Regions from separate parts of the Sus scrofa genome. Here regions 1, 2 and 3 are each linked to region 4. The links are chromatin contacts, called in public Hi-C maps. All regions are on one chromosome and are shown on one strand. Each heading gives the region's core, a stretch centred on a gene start, on an enhancer-like site or on the middle of the called end of the contact. The rest is flanking DNA. Distances are from core to core; before and after follow the strand shown.

The links. A called contact is a pair of places that touch in the nucleus more often than the background predicts.
Region 1: a contact with region 4 is called in a Hi-C map of liver, with 4 times the contacts expected there. The contact joins the enhancer-like site here to the promoter of INHBA in region 4. A contact is called at or near these places in 2 of 5 promoter capture datasets (fetal liver and liver) and 7 of 47 Hi-C or Micro-C datasets (embryonic fibroblasts, liver and skeletal muscle).
Region 2: a contact with region 4 is called in a Hi-C map of embryonic fibroblasts, with 4 times the contacts expected there. The contact joins the enhancer-like site here to the promoter of INHBA in region 4. A contact is called at or near these places in 2 of 5 promoter capture datasets (fetal liver and liver) and 6 of 47 Hi-C or Micro-C datasets (embryonic fibroblasts, fibroblasts, liver and 1 more).
Region 3: a Hi-C map of liver shows a contact between it and region 4, with 8 times the contacts expected there. The contact joins the enhancer-like site here to the promoter of INHBA in region 4. A contact is called at or near these places in 2 of 5 promoter capture datasets (both in liver) and 8 of 47 Hi-C or Micro-C datasets (embryonic fibroblasts, fetal liver, fibroblasts and 2 more).

The regions. Positions count from the first base shown.
Region 1 is chr18:53,323,452-53,326,500 of Sscrofa11.1, reverse strand. No RefSeq gene overlaps it. Among named protein-coding and RNA genes, the nearest start is that of INHBA, 440 kb to the right of the region's middle. Within about 2 kb of position 1,465, at least 1 of the 83 cell types and tissues checked has an H3K27ac peak or open chromatin away from gene starts, as enhancers often do. A contact at or near this core is called in liver, where this site is marked.
Region 2 is chr18:53,230,481-53,233,850 of Sscrofa11.1, reverse strand. No RefSeq gene overlaps it. Among named protein-coding and RNA genes, the nearest start is that of INHBA, 340 kb to the right of the region's middle. Within about 2 kb of position 1,425, at least 2 of the 83 cell types and tissues checked have an H3K27ac peak or open chromatin away from gene starts, as enhancers often do. A contact at or near this core is called in embryonic fibroblasts, where this site is marked.
Region 3 is chr18:53,152,046-53,155,338 of Sscrofa11.1, reverse strand. No RefSeq gene overlaps it. Among named protein-coding and RNA genes, the nearest start is that of INHBA, 260 kb to the right of the region's middle. Within about 2 kb of position 2,003, at least 5 of the 83 cell types and tissues checked have an H3K27ac peak or open chromatin away from gene starts, as enhancers often do. A contact at or near this core is called in fetal liver and liver, where this site is marked.
Region 4 is chr18:52,887,882-52,891,204 of Sscrofa11.1, reverse strand. It overlaps INHBA (inhibin beta A subunit), which reads right to left and starts at 1,521. Exons shown (of 6, transcript NM_214028.1-2): 1 at 1,101-1,521. The coding sequence starts at 1,488.

The sequences.
Region 1 (3,049 bases), core at 216-2,715, 440 kb before region 4:
AGCAAAGCCAGGGATCGAACCTACATCCTCATGGATACTAGTCAGATTTGTTTCTGCTGAGCCATGACGAGAATTCCTGAAACAGTTATTTCAGGTGAGATTCAGAGGACAGATTGAACACGTTGCCGTAATCCTCAGTTCTGTTGCTGTAACCGCCTCGATCGACCAGACCTTTTTCTTTCCCCCATTTCACTCAGTGGCAGTGTTCTCCATCCGATTCCTCAAATGAGAACCTGAGAAGTTATTCCCAGTATCTCGTTTTCTCCACACCTCAAACGCACGCAGACGCGAGGTGGGCAGTTGTGCATCTCCAGTACCCCTTCAGTTCATTCGTCACCTCTCGACTTCCACCAGTGTCTTCTAAGCCAGATGTCTCCCGATATCCAGGCAGACGTTCCCAGATCCCCACTCATCTCCAAAAGCCAAAACGATCTTGTCAAACAGGTGTTTCAAGATGCCATCCTCTGTTTCAAAACCTTTAGTGTGTTAAATCTCGGCATAGCTGAACAAACCTCCTCATCTCTCTGGCTACGGTGAAAAACAACGTTTTTGAGCAGAATACATGATAGCAAGTCCACGAAAACTCACAGTCATCTGTTTAGAGTCAGTGAGTTAATGGGCAAAAAGGATACTGATGCCAGACTTCGGGACAGTTCCCCAGGTTTTACGGAGATAGCAAGCCCAGGGAAGTGCCTTGTGTTTCAAAATGTTAAGCACATACTTGATCAACATTTGGCAAGTTCCAGGCTCCACAGCCCACCTGGGATTCTTGCCTGTGGATTTTAGGCTGTCCTCGGGTTTCTTTTTTTAATCCTCCCTCTTCCTGATCCTGCTGTTTCCCTGGGAGAAAGATCACCCACTCTCCTGACTTTCCTTTTTCTAATTTGCATATCTCTCAGACTGCTCCTTGCAACTCTTCTGAATTCTAGACTCAAATTTCCACATAATGCCTTGGCCCCTTTCCTTGGGTGTGCTCTAGCACGTTTAAGTCAGTCCTGGCAAGTTCTCAATTGCCTAGTCCAGAAGTGCCCCTGCTCCTGGGGCTCCTCACTTAGTGACTGCCTCAGCCCCCAGGCAGTCAGGGCTAAAACTCACAGAAACTGCTGTCTTCCTCCCATTTTCCCAATCGAGAAATTGCACGGCCCTGTCAACTGGGTATCCTTGATGGCTCTTCCATCTAATCCTCTTTTATCAATTAGGCCATTTATTCCAGCGGCCTACAGGCTTTTCCAACGCCAAACTATTGTGAAATAACAGTTTCACCCCTTGCTTTTCCCAATTAGCTAAAAGAAACTAAAATTTTAGCCTGAGTATGTACATCCAGTATCTTTATAATTTGGCTACAATCTTTTTTTTTTTTTTAAGTTGGCCTTCTAAAATTTGCTGAACAGTATCAATTTTTATCAAGTACAGTGGTTGTGCAACCAAAACAGCCACATCTGCAATACCTGAGACCTTGTTAGAAATGCAGATTCTCAAGTCCCACCCCCACCTACTGCACCAGCTATCTGGGGTTTAACAAGCCTGCCATGTGATCTTCATGCATGCTGAAGTTGGAAAACTACTGCTTTAGGCATGATAGCGTGTCATTCTTACAGACATAATCACATCCTTTTATACCTTCCTACCTTAGTTCTAGAAATTTCTTATCTCTCGAATGCTCTTCTTCCACGTGCTTCCAAAATGCCTTCTCTTTCTCCAGAAACCATTTTTAAAGTAAGCAGTTCTTAAACAAACAAACACAAAAAACCTGGAGTTCCCGTCATGGCACAGTGGAAATGAATCTGACTCGGAACCATGGGGTTTTGGGTTTGATTCCTGGCCTTGCTCAGTGGGTTAAGGATCTGGCGTTGCCGTGAGCTGTGGTGTAGGTGGCAGACACAGCTCAGATCTGGTGTTGCTGTGGCTCTGGCATAGGCCAGTGACTACAGCTCCGATTGGACCCCTAGCCTGAGAACCTCCATATGCCGTGGGTGTGGCCCTAGAAAGACAAAAAGACCAAAAAAAAAAAAAAATTAATTAGTAAATAAAGTAAGCACTTCTTAAGACTTCTCCAATTTCTACAAATCAAAACTATTCCTTTTCCTTCCCTCCAAAGAACTTTATTATAGCTTTTCTAGAGTATATTTGACTTAGTTAAAAATAGATTTGTTTCTCTTGATAAAGTGTGAACTCCGTGAGGGCTCCAAAGTTATTTTTCCTGAGCAAATGCTACCGGTAAAGGAGCTGTATCTTATTCAGTAATTGTAAGTGCTCAATATAAAGAATTAAATTGAAAAGGATGCTTGAGACATTTACACTTTATTATTCCTATAATAAGGAATAAGGCATTTATAAAATTGGTTTCTTTTGTATATAAGTTTAGTTTTAAGAATTCTCCTTTTCATAGGGTGTTTTAGTGGAAAAAACTTGAAAATAGTACAAGCAAAGATTGTAACAATATGTATAAGCAGCTGATTCATAGAAAGGCAAAATAGTAAATTGTAAAATTTCTAAACTAAGATTCATGGCCCATTAAATTTAAACTGTAAAGAATTATAAAAGTGTCTCAATGACTCTCAAGGTAACCACGTCATGAAATAGTTATGACTTGATAAACATAAAATGTATTCTTTCCAGAGTTTCAATTGTAATAGATTTTAGATTTTCTTAAAGTTGAAGAAAACTGTTTTTTCTAAGAAAACCTAAAATCTCTTCTATAATCATTTCTTTTAATAAGTCTATTATTGATTCACATGCGGGATTGTTTCTGCTGTGACTCATAAGGCACAACTTTCCAGATTAATAATTAATATCCGAGGAAAACATAAGTGGACAAGTTCTTTATTGCATAATTCTGTGACCTGATTTTGCAACTACTTGACTGCGGCCTCAAAATTGAGGCATTTAAAAGCTATGACATCATCGCAGAACCTGACGATGTGAGCAGATGTCTCTGCGAAGGTAAACGTAGCAGTGTCGTACTTGGCTCCGCATGTGCGCAGCAGCGGCGCTGCTCACAGAGCACTTGCACATGGCTGAACTCATTTAATGGCACAGTGACCTTCTG
Region 2 (3,370 bases), core at 176-2,675, 340 kb before region 4:
CAGTGGGTTAAGGATCTGGCGTTGCCACAAGCTGCAGTGTGGGTTGCAGATGCAGCTCGGATCCAGTGTTGCTGTGGTGAGGCCTCAGCTGCAGCTCCAATTCAACCCCTGGCCAGGGAACTTCCATATGCCACAGATTAGCCATAAAAAGAAAAGAAAAGGAAAAGGTTTAATAACAGAAGCAGTTTGACCGCATTCTTAAAGACAGCCACCAGAGCACCTCAGCACAGAGCAGCCTGGAGCATCAAGAGGCTCGCTGGCTCAGGAGCCAGTCATGTGTGCCGTCGTTCACCCCTGCCGACCAGCTGAATGAACTTGAATCAGTCGTTGACCTCTGCGGGCCGGAAGGACTCCGCAACACCCCTTCCTCTCCTCCGCTTCAGTGACTCTTCAGTGTTCCGAGTTCTCAGACCCTTTGTGGTTTCGTGGACCATTTTTAAAAATTGGAGGAACTGATTTGAGGACGACAGCTTTATCTTTGGTCAAGGAAGGACATGAACAAAATGATCATCTGGGAATTCCTGTTGTGGCTCAGCGGATTATAAACCCAACTAGTATCCGTGAGGATGTGGGTTTGATCCCTGGCCTCGCTTGGTGGGTTGGGGATTTGGCATTGCCCTGCGCTGTGGGGTAGGTCACAGATGCAGCTCAGATCTGGCGTTGCTGTGGCTGTGGTGTAGGCCCGTGGCTACAGCTCCGATTTGAGCCCTGGCCTGGGAACTTCCACATGCCACAGGTGAGGCCCCAACAAGCAAAAGAATACGAAAATTATTATCTATGGCATTAATATTTTATTAAAGAAAACATATTTTAACATCCCCCCCAAAATAAGTGTGAAAACTTATTTTATAATAAAAGGACCTATGTAGGTATGTAGAGAAATACAGAGAAAGCTCCTTATATATGATTCTGTTTTTTCTAAGTTTGCTGCACTGCAGAGGAAACTCTTTCCAGCAGAGGATGAAAAGGCACTGAGATGGTGATAGTGGCCGTAGGGAAGGGAGGCAGACCCCAAGGCCCAGAGTCAAGGGCCGGGAAAGGGTCAGAGTCCTTATTTGCTGACCCAGTGGGAGATTCGCGTCTTTGTGGCCTGGAGGCACTAATCAGGTGAACTGGAAGAGTTTTCTAAACATCGTGATGAAGCCAGGAAACATGTTTCTACTCGTTTCAAGCTTCTCCTATGAGTTTAATACATTTATTTACAAAACCTTTAGGTAACGCTTTGTAGTAATTTCCTCGGCATCTTCTAAAATACGCAGTCGCTGCTGAGTCGGGGCGCAGTGGTGATTTGCACCAATGTCATGGTCTCTTTTGAGACCTGATATCCATGGCATATACATCTTGTTCTGCTTTGTCCTTCGGGGTTGCTGTTACTGTATATACATCCCATATGGGAGTTAGAGAGATTGCGGGCAGATGAATAAAGGAAAAAGCATTCAGACTAATCTCACGGGGTAACATTGTGAAGGAGTGAATCACAAGAGATTTGAAAGGTTTCCCTGGTTTTGGAGAAGAACCAAATCTGAGGGTGGGAGGGGGTGGATCTTCACATTCTTTGATTCCCACAAAATTTTAAGGCTCTTGGCTTTCCCTCGAAGATTTTATACAGTCGATGAAGATTAGAAAGTTGATTTTTTTTTTTTTGTATATACAAAAACACAGTCTTGATTTGGGGAGTTGAGTGGCTAACTTGATTTTGAACTTGTTTACTGCTGGAAAATAATGGCTTCCTGTTTTTGACAAGGGAGCAACATCAAAAAAGGTTTACAAATGAAAATTAAAAGGTTTCTTGGACAGCACACACACTAGCAGTATTTTGGAAATGGGTCCTAAGTGAATCTGAAAACAGAATAACTGCCCCCTGAAAGGCACATGGGCTTGGTAACTAATGTGAAAATTGTTTAATAAATGGCAATTTGGTCTAAATGCAGCCTTCTAATGAAGGGGAGGAATGTCCCGTAATAGCCAGCTCTGTTCATTCTGTTTTCAGCTTCCAGGGTAATACGAAGGATGAGGACAGATTGTTTCTTCAGGACAGTCTTGACAAAAAGTTATGGCCTCTCCAATTTAGAGGGAAGATAAATGCTAATTTTGGCTTCAATTTCAGTGTTTTATGCATCTTTGTATACAATTCGGTTACAAAATTGGGGTCTGCAGTGGGCTAGGTTCTGAGGCTACGGAGATGGACAGGATCCAGTCTGTCGGTCCATCACCTCTTGAGAATCATGGTCTAAGCAGCCGCCTTTCTCTGTAAAGGCCCATATATAGGAAATAGTTTAGACTTGAGAGCCATGAGCTTTTTGTTGCCACCACTCAACTCTGTGGTATACTGTGAAACCAGCTATAACGTGTTGTACAAGCGAACGGGCATGGCTTGTTCCAATAAAACTTTATTTCCAGAAACAGGCAGCAGAGAGGGTTTAGCCCCTGAGCCGTAGTTTGGTAACTCCTGGACTAGAGACAGAGATAGCTTATAGGAAGAGGTAATTATAACACAGGGTAAGATGTTTTATAACGAAGCCACTCTGTGAACCCAAAGGAGTCAGGTCAGTCTGGGAGAAGGTGGAAAGTGCGGATTCGAAAGGAAATGACATCAAGCCGGGCTTGGGATGATGGACAGGACTGGGCCAGTGACACATGACTGTTGGCTTCCCTTCTCAGCAGAAAACGTTCTCAAGTTCTTTTCATAACAAAGGATTTTAATATAAATTTCATTGCAGAAGTATTTCAAAAGGAATACTTGATCAAATGTCAATAAACCAGTAAACAAAAACCTGATAAATAATTTCCAAACTAAGTTTAAAGGGCCGTCTTCTTGTATGATCATCAGTAAACATTCCGAAATCTCAAATGTTTCATTTGATTCAAGAAGAAGGAGAATTTAATATCTGATCATTTAAATAAGGGTTCAGATGGCCTTCTATGCATGATGAAATGGCCAAATTTTCCATTTTGGCATATGCATTTGTTACATGGCAGTGACAGATTACCATAGACTTGATAGTTTGAAACAATGTGTGCTTATTATCTCAAAACATACACGGGTCCGTCGTGTGGCCAAGGCCCAGCTGGATCCATTGCTCGGGCCTCACAAGACTCTGCACCCAAGAAGTGCACGATGTCGCCTTCTCTTCTGGAAGCTCAGCCCGGGAGAATTCACACTCAGCCTGTGATTTCCCTGTGGCCAGAGGATTGAGGGCCCTGGCTTTCTCGTGGGTTATTGGCCAAAGGCTGCCTTCAGCTCCTAGCAACCAGTAGAATTCCTAGCAGCCCCTTACACTCTGTTGCTCCCTGGGTTTCTCCAGCCCAGCCTCTCCCTTCATCAAACCCACAGGAAAGTCTAGCTCCAGTCTGTTCAGACAGATCCTTA
Region 3 (3,293 bases), core at 754-3,253, 260 kb before region 4:
CATTACGTAGGATACTTCCTATTTTTTTCAAACTTATCACAATATGGCTAAAATTCTCTCTCTCTCTTTTTTTCTTTGTTCTTATTCTGTGTCTCTGCATTCATCTGATTGTCTATTTGCTTATGTCCATTTTTAAAAAACACTTCAATTTATAGCCTTCTATCACATACAACAATATACTCAAACCAGATTATAGACAGAGCTGTAAAACACAAAACCATAAAAACTTAAAGAAGAAAGTAGAAGAGAAAATCCTTATGACCTTGAGGTAAACAAAGATGTTTTAGGTACACTAGTCATAAAAGAACAAACTTATAAATTTGACTTCCTCAAAACTAAAATGTTTGCTCTGTAAAAGACACTGTTAAGCACGTGAAAAGCAAGCCACAGACTAGGAGAAAAGATTAACAAATAAGTTATCTGATAAAGTACTTATGTCCAGAATATACTTAAAACCTTTCAAAACTTGAGAAAACAAATAATTCCCATCCAAGAAGTGAGCGAAAAATTTGAAGAGACATTTCATGAAAGTAAATATGTAAATAAACACATAAAAACACTCAACATTGGGAGTTGCCTTCATGGCTCAGCGGTTAACAAACCCGACTAGGATCCATGAGGTTGTAGGTTCAATCCCTGGCCTTGCTCAGTGGGTTAAGGATCTGGTGTTGCTGTGAGCTGTGGTGTAGGTCGCAGACGCAGCCATAGCTCCAGTTCAACCCCTAGCCTGGGAACTTACATATGCCAGGGGTGCGGCCTTAAAAAAAAAGCCAAAAAAAAAAAAAAAAAAAGCTCAACATCATTAATCACTAGGGGAAATGCAAATAAAATCAAAATGACATATTACTATATACTGATTAGAATTGCTGAGGTTTTTAAATTGATTATACCGCAGAGTGAGGATACGGAGCGACAAGAATCTGCATATCCTGCAGGTGGGAATGTAAAATGGCCCAACGACAGTGAAAAACAGTTTAGCAATTTCTTAAAAAGTTAAACATATACCCACCATGTAATCAAGCCCTTGCACTCTTAGGTATTTACCCAAGAGAAATGAAGCACTTGCACCCGAATGCTTGTAGAAGCTTTATTTGAAGTAGAACGAACTTGGAAACCCACATGTTCATTGACAAATAAATGGATAAACAAAGGAAGTGTGTTCATTCAATGGAATACCACTGCGCACTACAAGAGAATGAGCTATTGAGACACACGGAAGCATGAATGAATCTCAGAATAATTATGCCCAGTGAAAGATGCCACACCAAAATAATAGGTTATGCCGCATGATTCCAGTTCCATACAGTTCTGGAAAATGCCATCACTGTAATCTATAGTGATGGAACCCGGATCAGTAGCCTCCGGGAAGAGGTGATGAGCAGGACCAGAAGAAGAGGTTACTAAAGGTCACGAGAAATTTGGGGGATGATTGGTGTGATCATTTTCTTAATAGTAGCGAAGTTTTCATAGGTGTATACAAGTGTCAAAATGTCCCAGATTTAGTACTTTAAATTTGAATAACTCGTTCTATATCAATTGTACCATCATAAAGTTGTTGAAAATAGGCAAAAATATTCAGTCGGCTTCGGAGGCGAATACAAGAAAAGGAGGAAATCTTAGCCAAAAGCAGGTGGCTGCCCCTGCCACTTAGTGAGCCATGAATGGCTTTTAAACAGATAAGTGACCATCAGAGAGGGAGGGAGACTCGTCCCAGGTGTCCAGCCCCTCATTGGGATCCTCTGACTCCCAAGTCTGGTGACCATTTGGTCACTCTAAAAAACTGTTTAGAAGTGGTAGATACATTATAACATTTAAACCAGGCTTTTTCTTTCACTGTTCTTTGTGTTTCACCCTTTGGCTTAAGCCCATCGTCTTTTCTGGGGATTGCACTAACACTTTCTCTCCGCTGGAGTTTCTTTCATCACTTTGCCAGCCCTGGATTGGCTATCAGTAGATCAGTCCATATCAGGTTAATGAATAAAAGGCCGCCCCATTGGCTCTCCAGGGCTCACTGGCCCTCCTTATCTTTCAAAGCCTTTTAAACTTCGTGTAGACACACAATCCTGAGGCAGGAGGGAAGCGTTTTGGATTAAACAATCCAGCACAGTTTGTAAACACTTGCTCTATATAGGCCCTGGTGTTATGCTTGGGGTCCAGGTTACTTTGTCCTGTAAAAGGGACACACAATACCCCAGAGATTAGAGTAGCTTTAAAAGGTCATCAGTTTCTCAGTCTTGTTTTGTCTTGTCTTGTTTTGTTTTGTAGACACAACCAATGTTTCTTTAGAAGTTTGGTTTTTACCCTCTTGACTCTGCAAAGTTCTATTTTCTTCTTTTCATGTAATCTTTACTCCCTCATCATTTTCTCTGGCGAGATATACTTTACAGTGGAATCCTTTCCTATGACCATGAAAAATTGTACCTTGAATGGTACTTGAGTATGAAGATTACTATCAAAAGGTGTGAAAACATTTATTTTCCCCTGGGAACAAAGCAGTCTGCAGCCTTTGCCGTTGCTATGCTCGGGACTCAAGAGGGACAGAGAAGCTTTGGAATCAGCAGAGATCAGGCTGTCCCTTGCACATCCCAGCAGCGCTGCGGGCTCGAGATGAGGGCAAACATACCAGGCAGAGCAGTAGGAAGAGCTTGGTGCCTGGGACCCATGACCTCATCCTGGGCATGACCTGTGTAGTTCAGGAGAGTTAATGGGCCCACAAAGAATCAGATCTCTGACCTAAGCCTCATTCACCAGCAAAATGCTTTCACCATTTGAGGGGACCATCTAAAGACTGACTGAGCAGTGATGAGATGGGCCACCTTCCAGCCTTCCCATCTCAATAGCACAGGGGAACTCTTTGTGTCGCCCTTAGGAGAGACTGCTGGCTGCAAGTCTTTTTGTTTGTGTGTTCTTGATGCAATCAGAAATGTGTTATTTAAAAAATCATTTTAATTAAAAATGCATTTTATTTGCACAATCAACCTATCCCAATGGATAGTGATCAAAAGATACAAATATGGTGGCCATGTTTCTTCTCTAATTTCTAAAGCATTGGAAAGGATCTTGGGAGAATTCGATCAGCCTGCTTCCTGGCATTTATCTGTAATCCTGGGGATCTCGACTGGTTTCAGATTTTCCTGTGCACAGATTTCCAGAGAGCTACAGCTTTATACTGATTCTTTCTTTTGAAACAGTAGGATTTGGGCTCCGTTCCAGGTATATGCAAGTATTTATTATTCGTTCTCGTAATCATAATCACTATAAACATTAATGCATTTTAACAATCTGGCAGCCAG
Region 4 (3,323 bases), core at 272-2,771:
CTTTCAAATGGATTTGGCAAGGGATACCATTCTGTAGCCTGGCATTACCATGAAAGTAACATGGAATTAACACATCTGTGTGCCTGGACTTGCCCAGCTTGTAGGCAGGCAAAAGGATCCGGGTCACATAACTGTAAAAATGACCTGGCCCCGGGTCTCCAGCCCTCCCGCTTGACAGGTATTTTTTTCTTCAGCAACAGGTTCGTGTGGTCCTGAGCCAACGATTAGAATCTATTTATTAAAGTTCTTCCTCTTAAGGATTGAGTGAGAGCTCCGTGTAGTATCTGGAGCACTTTGTCAAGGTTGCATTCCTTGGCAGAGAGCTCTTAGTAACTTTACAGAGAACAAAACTCTTTCTTTTCCTTTTTTTTTTTTTTTTTTTTTTTGGTTCCGAGAGCAAAAGTCAGTGTTCCAAAAAGCAACTGCCTGCCGGTTCAATGTCATGTGCCCCCACCCCCACCCCCACCCCCACCCCCACGTCGCTCTCGCTCGTCCCTGCCTAAAACGTGATGCCTGTGCTCCTTCGAAGCCGAGTTGCCAAAGGTAAACACGACTGTCACTAATGCAGATGCCCCGCTTCTGGAAGGTGGCCCCTGATTGGACTTTTAAAGAAAAAGGGCTGCTTGGGCGACAAGGACTTCCTCCGTGCCCTTCCACCCCAATCCCGCGCTCGCCGCCCCCTCCCCCGCCCCCGGGTAGAAACTTCGGATGGGGTCCGGAAGCCTCCCGCCCCCCCCAGCCCCCCGAAACTGCCCGGCTTTCCTCTCGCCGCCCTGCTCTGCTCTCCCGGGCAGGGCAAGGGAGCCTCTCTCCCGCCGGCTTCCTGCTCCGGGATCGGCCGAGCGCTTCCTCGGCGCGACCGGCCGAGCGGAGCAAGTGTACGCCGACCCCCTCCCTGCCGCCGCCGGCCGGGGCTCTGCCTGGGCTCCCGGCTCCGGGAGGTTCCCTCCCGGTCCGCCCCTGGTCGCCCCCCGGCCGGCCCGCTCCCGCGCCCGGCGAACGCACGACCTTCCCGGGCGGGTGCAGCTGGAGGGCGGCAGGTTCCCCCCGCGCGGTCGGAGACCCGTGCCCCCCACCCCGCCCCCCAGGCCAGCACCCACCTGCTTCCGCGAAGGTGATGATCTCCGAGGTCTGCTCCATGAGTTCATTCATTTCCGCCCTCCTCCCGATGTCGTCCTCCAGCTCCACGTACCCGTTCTCCCCCACTTTGCCCACATGAAGCTTTCTGATCGCGTTCAGAAGCGCCGCCTTGGGTACCGGCTGGGTGACATCGGGTCTCTTCTTCAAGTGCAGCATGTTTAAAATGTGCTTCTTGACGGCTTCCACCATCTCCGGCTGAGAGTTGGGTACATCCTTTGGGAGGGTGGCCAGCGCACAGGACGGGCAGTCCGGGGCTGCGCTGTGCCCCCCGGATCCTGGGGTGGGGGAACTCCTCACTATAATCCAGCAACTCGCCAACAAAAATCCTCTCAGCCAAAGCAAGGGCATCCTGGCAGCCAAAGTTGTGGTGACGGCCCTTTTAAAAGGCTCCGCTCTTCCTCCCCCTCACGCACGGGTTTTTTTTTTTTTTTTTTTTTTTTTTTTTTTTTTTTGCTTTTTTTTTTTTCTCTCTCTCTTTCCTTTTTGGGGTTTTGGTGTGTGTGTGTGTGTTTTGGTTGGTTTGTTTGTTTGTTTTTGTTTGTTTGTTTCCTGTCTCCTCTTCAGTCAATTCTCTGGAACAAGAACAAAAAGTTTGCTGTGAAGTTTGTTTGCAGGTTCCCTCTCTGGATGCAGTCGGGGCTGTAGGTTTGTGGCTGTCAGGGAGGAGAGTAAGAGAGAGGGAGGGAGGGAGGGAGGGAGGGGGGAGAGACGGGGGGGGGGAGACAGAGACAGAGAGAGGATGGGAGGGAAGAGAGACGGGGAGGGAGGGGGGGGGAGAGGGGGAGAGAGGGAGCGATTGGCCCCGAGTGAGTGAGTGAATGGGAGAGGGAGGGAGCCGCGCTGCGAGTAAAGGCTGAGATTAGGAAGGGGAGGGACCGCCCGCTCTGACGGGCTGCTCGCCTGCTGCTCGCGGCTCCCTCGCACACACCTCTCTGCACACACCACCCGCCGCCCGAGGTCTGCTTCCCCTCCGCGAGGAAACGCTCCTGATTTTGGGCCACTTCTCCTTTCCCTCCCTTGCTTTCTCTGCCCAGTCCCCTTGCTTCACCTTCTTCCTCTTTTTTTTTTTTTTTTTTTTGGCGGGGGGGGGGGGAAGCAAAGCCCAGACACAGACGCCCTATCTCAATCAATCCACCGAGAGGACCCGCCGGAACCAGCCTGGCCCAGCGCCCCTCCACCTGCCGAGCCACCGACTCAGGGGTTCGGACACCCCCGGCGGGAAGGTGGGGTTCAGGGTCCCCGGAGGGGGCGGACAGGTGATGGAGGGCTTGGGAAGAGGGGCCAGCCCATCCTCCTGGGCTGAGGGAATCCTGCAGAGCGCCCCCCCCCGCCCCCCTCCCCCGCCCTTCATTCATAGTTCAGTGTTCAGGGCCGTCCACGCTGGCGGGCGATCAGAGATCAGAGAACTTTTGTTTGGGGTCATGTCACAGACTCTACTTTTCCCCAAATGCAAAAATGCAGCCGGGCATTGGAAGATCCACAGGCAGGCGGGCTGGCAGGCAGCGTGGTCCACGCTCCTGTCATGTGCAGCTCTGCACCCTCTCTTAGCCGTGCCCCTTCTGCCCTGCACACACACGCACAGATGACAGCTTACCACCGCTGGCCCTGACTGACTGCACAGATAAAACGCACAAGTCAGTTGGCCTTTCCCACATTATTTTATATAAAGAGTGCGCTCCCGTGACTTGAATAACTGGTCCTAGGGGGAAAGAATCGCTAAAATATATGGGCAAATGACTTTCTCTGTCATGTGGTAGTTTGTTCAGCCTGGCCCCTACCCCCATCCCCATTCCAGACCAGTCTGCTCATGGACTGGCCCCCTGACGGCTTCTTTTTCTCTCCAAGGAACAGCACAAGATGAAATCATCACGGATTTCAGTGTTCACAGCAAAAAGAAAAATGTGAATGTTTAAACAATGCCTCTCTGAGTTTTTTTTAATTCTCTCCCCCCCTTTTTTTTCATTTTCTGTCTTATTGCTTTTATCTTGCAGAAGTATCTTTAAGAGGTCCATCTGTTAAAGCTTTCCCTCCCTCTCGGTTTCTTTCCCACACATAAGCCCTCTCAGTTTCTGTAGATACAGTCGGCTTATATCTGACACCTAGTGTGTTCAGAGCATTACAGTTAAGCAATGCATTTTGGGTGGGAAAAGTTAATAAATACCCTTATTTACAAGCATCCCCTC